Regions from separate parts of the Arachis hypogaea genome. Here region 1 is linked to region 2. Evidence: chromatin contacts called from public Hi-C data. All regions are on one chromosome and are shown on one strand. The core of a region is the stretch at or near the end of the contact, and the rest is flanking DNA. Distances in the headings are between cores, read along the strand shown. Region 1 has its middle 4.6 kb from the start of LOC112722364. Region 2 holds the start of LOC112722363 (bidirectional sugar transporter SWEET5-like).

Region 1 (2,700 bases), core at 24-2,523, 52 kb after region 2:
GAACGGAATCCAGTCATTATGTCATCGGTCCAACTAGACCACAATATATCGGTTTATAATTAGAGTATGTATTGGGCACATGTAATATTATGAAAAACTTGTATCGAGAATTAATCTAAGCCATACATTTAGAATATTTCTATTTGGTCCATCAAAGTCTAGAATATACTTTCCACACCAAAACATTCCCTAATAACAGAGAAGATGGTGGGTTAACATATGGTGAAAGAAAAAAGAATTGAAAATAAATCTGTGATTTATGAATGTTGATCCAAGTAAATTTTTTCCTTTTTTATTATTTTGGAATTATTTGGGCGATATTTTCAAAAAAGATTTTTTTTAAATGATATTTTTTAAAAAAAAATTTATAAAAATAAAAAAAATTTTATGTTTAGATATCTCATGCAAAAAAAATTATTTTATCTATCAATTATATTTGGGTAAAATAAGATAAAAATACTTTTTTGCTCATTTATTATGTAAAAACATCTTTTTTTTTAAAAAAAAAAAGATCTTTTAAAAAAGATGTAAATTATAATTTCTCAAAAAAATATTTTTTTTATTTTTTTAGTACTTTTATTTTTATTATTAGAAATTTGCGAAACACACTAAAAAAATATATATTTCTTATCGATTTAATCACATCCAAATAAACACTTTATCTTTTTATCAATAGATTAGTAAAATGAAAATATTTAATGCAAACTAGTGCTTATAGAACCATATCTGTGTGTAAATGAAACTGAAAATTTCTTTTATTAAAAGAAAACAACATGAATATAACATGATAAATATATATAGTTAATATTGGATATGCCTTCTTTATTTCGGCTTGTATATTTTTTCTTTTTTTCCAACTTGCCTTCTGTACTATGATATTTTTTTCAAAAAGTATTTTTTTTAAATACTTTTTTCTCAAAGAAAATAATTCTTTCTTCTTTTTGCTTTTCGTATTCTTCAAACCCTCCCCCCCCCCCTCTTTTTTGTTTTCTTTTTTTTTTGTGATGTTTTTCTTCAATTTTATAGAGCATAAAAGATGATCGTCATTATTGCACATCTATAGCTTTCAGCTCATTCTTTACTTATTTGAAACCTTTTGACAGGTCTAAGGAATCGGCGTTGATGTTTTATCCAGTGAATATTTTATCAATTGACGCTCTTCTTTTCTTGCCATTACATCTTGTTATTTTTTTTTATGTTGTTCTTCTTAATCTTTATCATGATGCATGTGGTCCATTTGATTTGTACGTTTGTTGATTAGAATATGTCACAACGCAATTTTTGTTGAAGTCCAGTAGAAAATATTGACACTTTATTCTTAGTTTTGAAGGGTATTAGGCTGAACTGATTAGCCAAACTTCTTGTTCTTCTTTTTTTTTTTTTATTAACAAAACTAAATTTTTTTTATCTTATCTTTTTTTTGTCATACAGTATAATAAGCACAAATTAAATTATCAGCTACTTTATATTTTTTTTGAAAATATTATAATTGGGTCAAAAAATTATGGTACTCACAGCTACCTTTCTTTACTTGTTACTTATTTGATAATATGAATAAATATTTGTTTATATCTTATGAAATGAAGAAATTAGTGAAGAAAACAAAATGAATATGTATTTTGTTTGACCAGAAATATGGCCTTGGAGTCGTTAGGAGCTATCGAATGAGGACTTACGTGGTGCGGTTCCTGAGGGAATTAAATGAGCAATATGGAATTGTTTGTTCCCAAATTATACTTACAAAATTTATTCCCGCTATTAATGAGATATTTCCATTGCTCACTCAACAAGAGAGACAGTTTACTGGTTCAGATTTTGGAGGCATGAAGTTTCGCTGTTCTGACCAATTCAATTCATAATTTCAGTGACTCCACTCTCAGGGACAGGGGACACGGCGGTCGAGGTGGAAGAGGCAGAACAACATTGTTGAAGACTTGCTAATATTGTCACAAGACTGGTCATCTAGTAGATATATGTTACCAGAAGCATGGTTATTCACCTCACCTACAAAAGTCAAACACACCACGAGACTTGAGCAATGGATCTGTGGTTAATAACATTGTTGCTGATGGTGATGAGAAGCGTAACAACAACCTCAAGTTGGACAAAGAGAATGATATTCAAGCAGTGAGTAATCAGAGTTTGAGAGAAGCATTATATGCCTTTTTTCGACAGGAGTGTGCACAGCCTAATCAAAATGAGAGTGTGAGAGATGCCTGCCAATCCACAGCAGGAAAGAGAGGTATAACTTTAGAGGTTTACACACTTTGCATGAGCTTCCATATTACACATCTTTTATCGGTAAAAAATTTTTTTATTCAAACTCATGGGTGTTAGAAACAGATGCTACTAACCATGTGTCTCACTCGTTGCATTCTTTTAAAACCTTTAGGCATATTAGGCCTGTTTTGGTCAAGTTACCAAATGGATCACACAGAACAGCAAGTGTGAGTGGAATAGTGGTGTTCTCTGATACACTCTATCTTACTGATGTGTTGTATTTACCAAGTTTTAATTTCAACTCACTCTTTATATCTAAGCTCACAAAAAGCTTGCATTACAAATGTATTTTCACTGATGAATCTTGTGAGATACAGAGTCAGAGTTCCTCGAAGATAATTGGCACAGCTAGAGCCGAAAATGAATTATACAACAAATTTGCATTCATCATTAGCATTAGAACATTTTAAGCATTCAGGA
Region 2 (2,700 bases), core at 35-2,534:
TTTTCTGAAAATTAAACAAGTCTTGCTTATACATTCACATATTTGTTTTCTTTGCAGTGAAAAAAACAAAGAATATAATCAATCAAATTAAGATGGAATTGGGAAATGAAAAGTGGAAGAAAAAGGAAAAACGTGGAGGATTTCTTGTACTAACCAATTATTCCGATAATTAGTCTTGCTAGATTAAGGTCAGCCATATCTGAAGTATCGAAAGAACAAACTGACGGAAGAAGGGTGAAGGGTGAAGGGTGAAAGGGTGAAAACACTAGGAAGAAAGCAAATATGTGACCACTAAGTAAACTTTAATTATTTGTAATAATAATTCATGATATGCGATAAATAGGTAATCATATATAACACAACTAATTTGGGATAAAAAAGTGTTCTAAATCTTAACCGCAACATATAAACAGATTGAAGAGTTGACCTCTGAACTCTCATCAGTCCTAGCCACAAGTAGCCTCTCTTTCTTCGGAATAACAGTCTAAAAATAACAACAGACATAAAATCCTCAGACGTATTGATTATTTATAGACTTTGCTTTGAAATGATTTTGACCCGGTTGTAACATTATATCAAACATGAGGATATGATTTCTTCAATAACTAATTTCACACCACCTCAAATTGATATATACAAAACTTGTAACGTAAACTAGAGAGGCTTACTTATTGAAATTTAGCTCCTGGAGTAAAAAAGTACAAGGAGCTAATTTCACAAATCTAAAAATATGACATCAGCAACCAATGTTGCAATATTTACACAACAAAAGTGCAGGGACTTGATCTTTTTTCCCCTTAAAAAATTTAAAAATAATGTGTTTTCTAAATTCTAATAGCACACTTGATTCACCAAACAGGAAGCGATGGTTCCTGCGGAACAGAGGAACCCTTGAAACCCGAAGCTCTGGTTTCACTGAAATCCTGCAGAACTTTGATGAGGAACCTTGCTTTCTTCGCCGCGTGGGAAGTACCTTCCGTGAGAAGCGAGTAAAGCAGAGGCATCACCGAAGGGTCCTTGGCCAAAACCGCCACAACCTCAGCACCAATGTTAACACAAAGCGAAAGCAAAATTGAAGCACAGTGCTCTTTCCCCAAGCGCAACGACGCCGTTTGGAGCATCCCAGTAATTAACGACAGAGCCGAAGCGCGCAAAATCGCGTTCGCTCCTTCCACATTCTCAGCTAAAACGGCCAAAACCGCCAAACATTCAGCTACAAGCTCGTCCTTCTCGGACGATCCCAACACGCCAACGAGCGCGTGAACGACACCCGCTTCGATTGCTCGTTTCTGGTTCCTTGGAACAAGAACCAAACCATAAATCGCAACCACTGCATTCCTCTTCCCGCACGTGGTTCCTTCATTCACCAACTCCACCAGAGAAGGAACCACCTCAGGGTTTTCCCCTACCACCTTTCTATACTCTCTCACTGATGAAAGGTAGAAAACAGTAGCCGCCGCAACTTGCCGCGCTTCGAGGCTGAGCCCTTTCTTTAAAACCGTTAGAATCGGTTTCAGACCGTTAGAATCCATGATGTGCTGGGGCCCAGTGGCATGCTTAGAAAGCTTCATCAACGCGGAAATTGCGTTTTCCTGTGTGGATTTCTCGTCCGTACAGAGCAGAAGATCAAGCAGAGGCGGAATTGTTCCAACTTGGATCAAGCACGCTCTGTTGAACAGATTGGACCTAGCAAGTAACCGAATCTCGTAAGCGGATTTGGATTTCTGTTTGTCCGTACCGAAGGCGAGCATCCGTGTGAGGAACCATGAGACGAACTGCATGGCGTGAGCGTTGGCCGCACTGCCTGGTAATATTGTATTGGCTAAGTCGCGGTTACGGTTGGTTGATTTTGAGAGGGAAATGCCGTTATCATTGCAGAACTGTTGGATGAGTCTCTTGAGGGTTGTGTTTGGGACGAGTTCCGTGTTTGAGAGATTCTCCCCTGTTTTAGGGCATATGGTGTTCCCTGCTTTCAGCCATTTCTTGATGGAAGCTCTGTCGTACGTTTGTCCAGTTGAAACCGTCACGGGATCCGTCATCATCTCCAGAGATATTGGGCAGCGAAAGTCCTCTGGATTGACGGACGTTATCATTTCCGTGCTCATTCTCGTTTCTGATTTCTCTCTGTTATTGCTAATTTCTAGTGTTTCAAAGATCACTACCCTGCAGTAGCTCATCAACCCTAACAAACTACTCAATAGAGGAGCGTCTCGCTCATGCTCTCGCTCGTTGCAGTTACTGCATTCTAAAGCGATTTCTTCTTCTAAAAGATTTATCTCTCTGTTAGACTCGTTCCACGTCTTGATTTCTAGGTACTCGATGATCTCTTTGAATGCATTCTTATCCACTTCGATTCCTTTTTCCAACTGTTTTAGAATTGAATGAACACTCTTGCTCATGTGCTCGTCTTTAGGTTCGTGCTCCATCTTTGCTTTCCTCGCTTGCTTCGCCAGCAGCTCCACCAGCTCCCTCACCTCGCCGGATACCTCGATTTCGTGGAGCGGAAGAACGTCGAGGGAAGTCGCCACGGCGCAAACTAGGGATCGAAACAGGGAGGCCACGTGGTTGGACTTGGCGAGAAGCAAGAGACGCGCGCCTTCAAGTACGCAATCTTGCAGCAAGAAGTGGATCTTCTGAAACGTGAAGTGAAGTTCCGAGAGGCTGAGGACGGTGGATTGAGGGATTGGTAAGCTTCGTTCT

What was found. Hi-C and Micro-C count contacts between places; a contact is called where the count stands out from the background.
Region 1: a Hi-C map of leaf shows a contact between it and region 2, with 5 times the contacts expected there. The contact joins the enhancer-like site here to the promoter of LOC112722363 in region 2. A contact is called at or near these places in 5 of 8 Hi-C or Micro-C datasets (leaf and an unstated tissue).

The regions. Positions count from the first base shown.
Region 1 is chr11:111,892,913-111,895,612 of arahy.Tifrunner.gnm2.J5K5, forward strand. No RefSeq gene overlaps it. Among protein-coding and RNA genes, the nearest start is that of LOC112722364, 4.6 kb to the right of the region's middle. Within about 2 kb of position 1,274, at least 1 of the 3 cell types and tissues checked has open chromatin away from gene starts, as enhancers often do.
Region 2 is chr11:111,841,144-111,843,843 of arahy.Tifrunner.gnm2.J5K5, forward strand. It overlaps LOC112722363 (bidirectional sugar transporter SWEET5-like), which reads right to left and starts at 1,285. Exons shown (of 6, transcript XM_025773360.3): 1 at 155-1,285. The coding sequence starts at 197. It overlaps LOC112722362 (U-box domain-containing protein 19), which reads right to left. Exons shown (of 1, transcript XM_025773359.3): 1 at 506-2,700. The coding sequence ends at 849.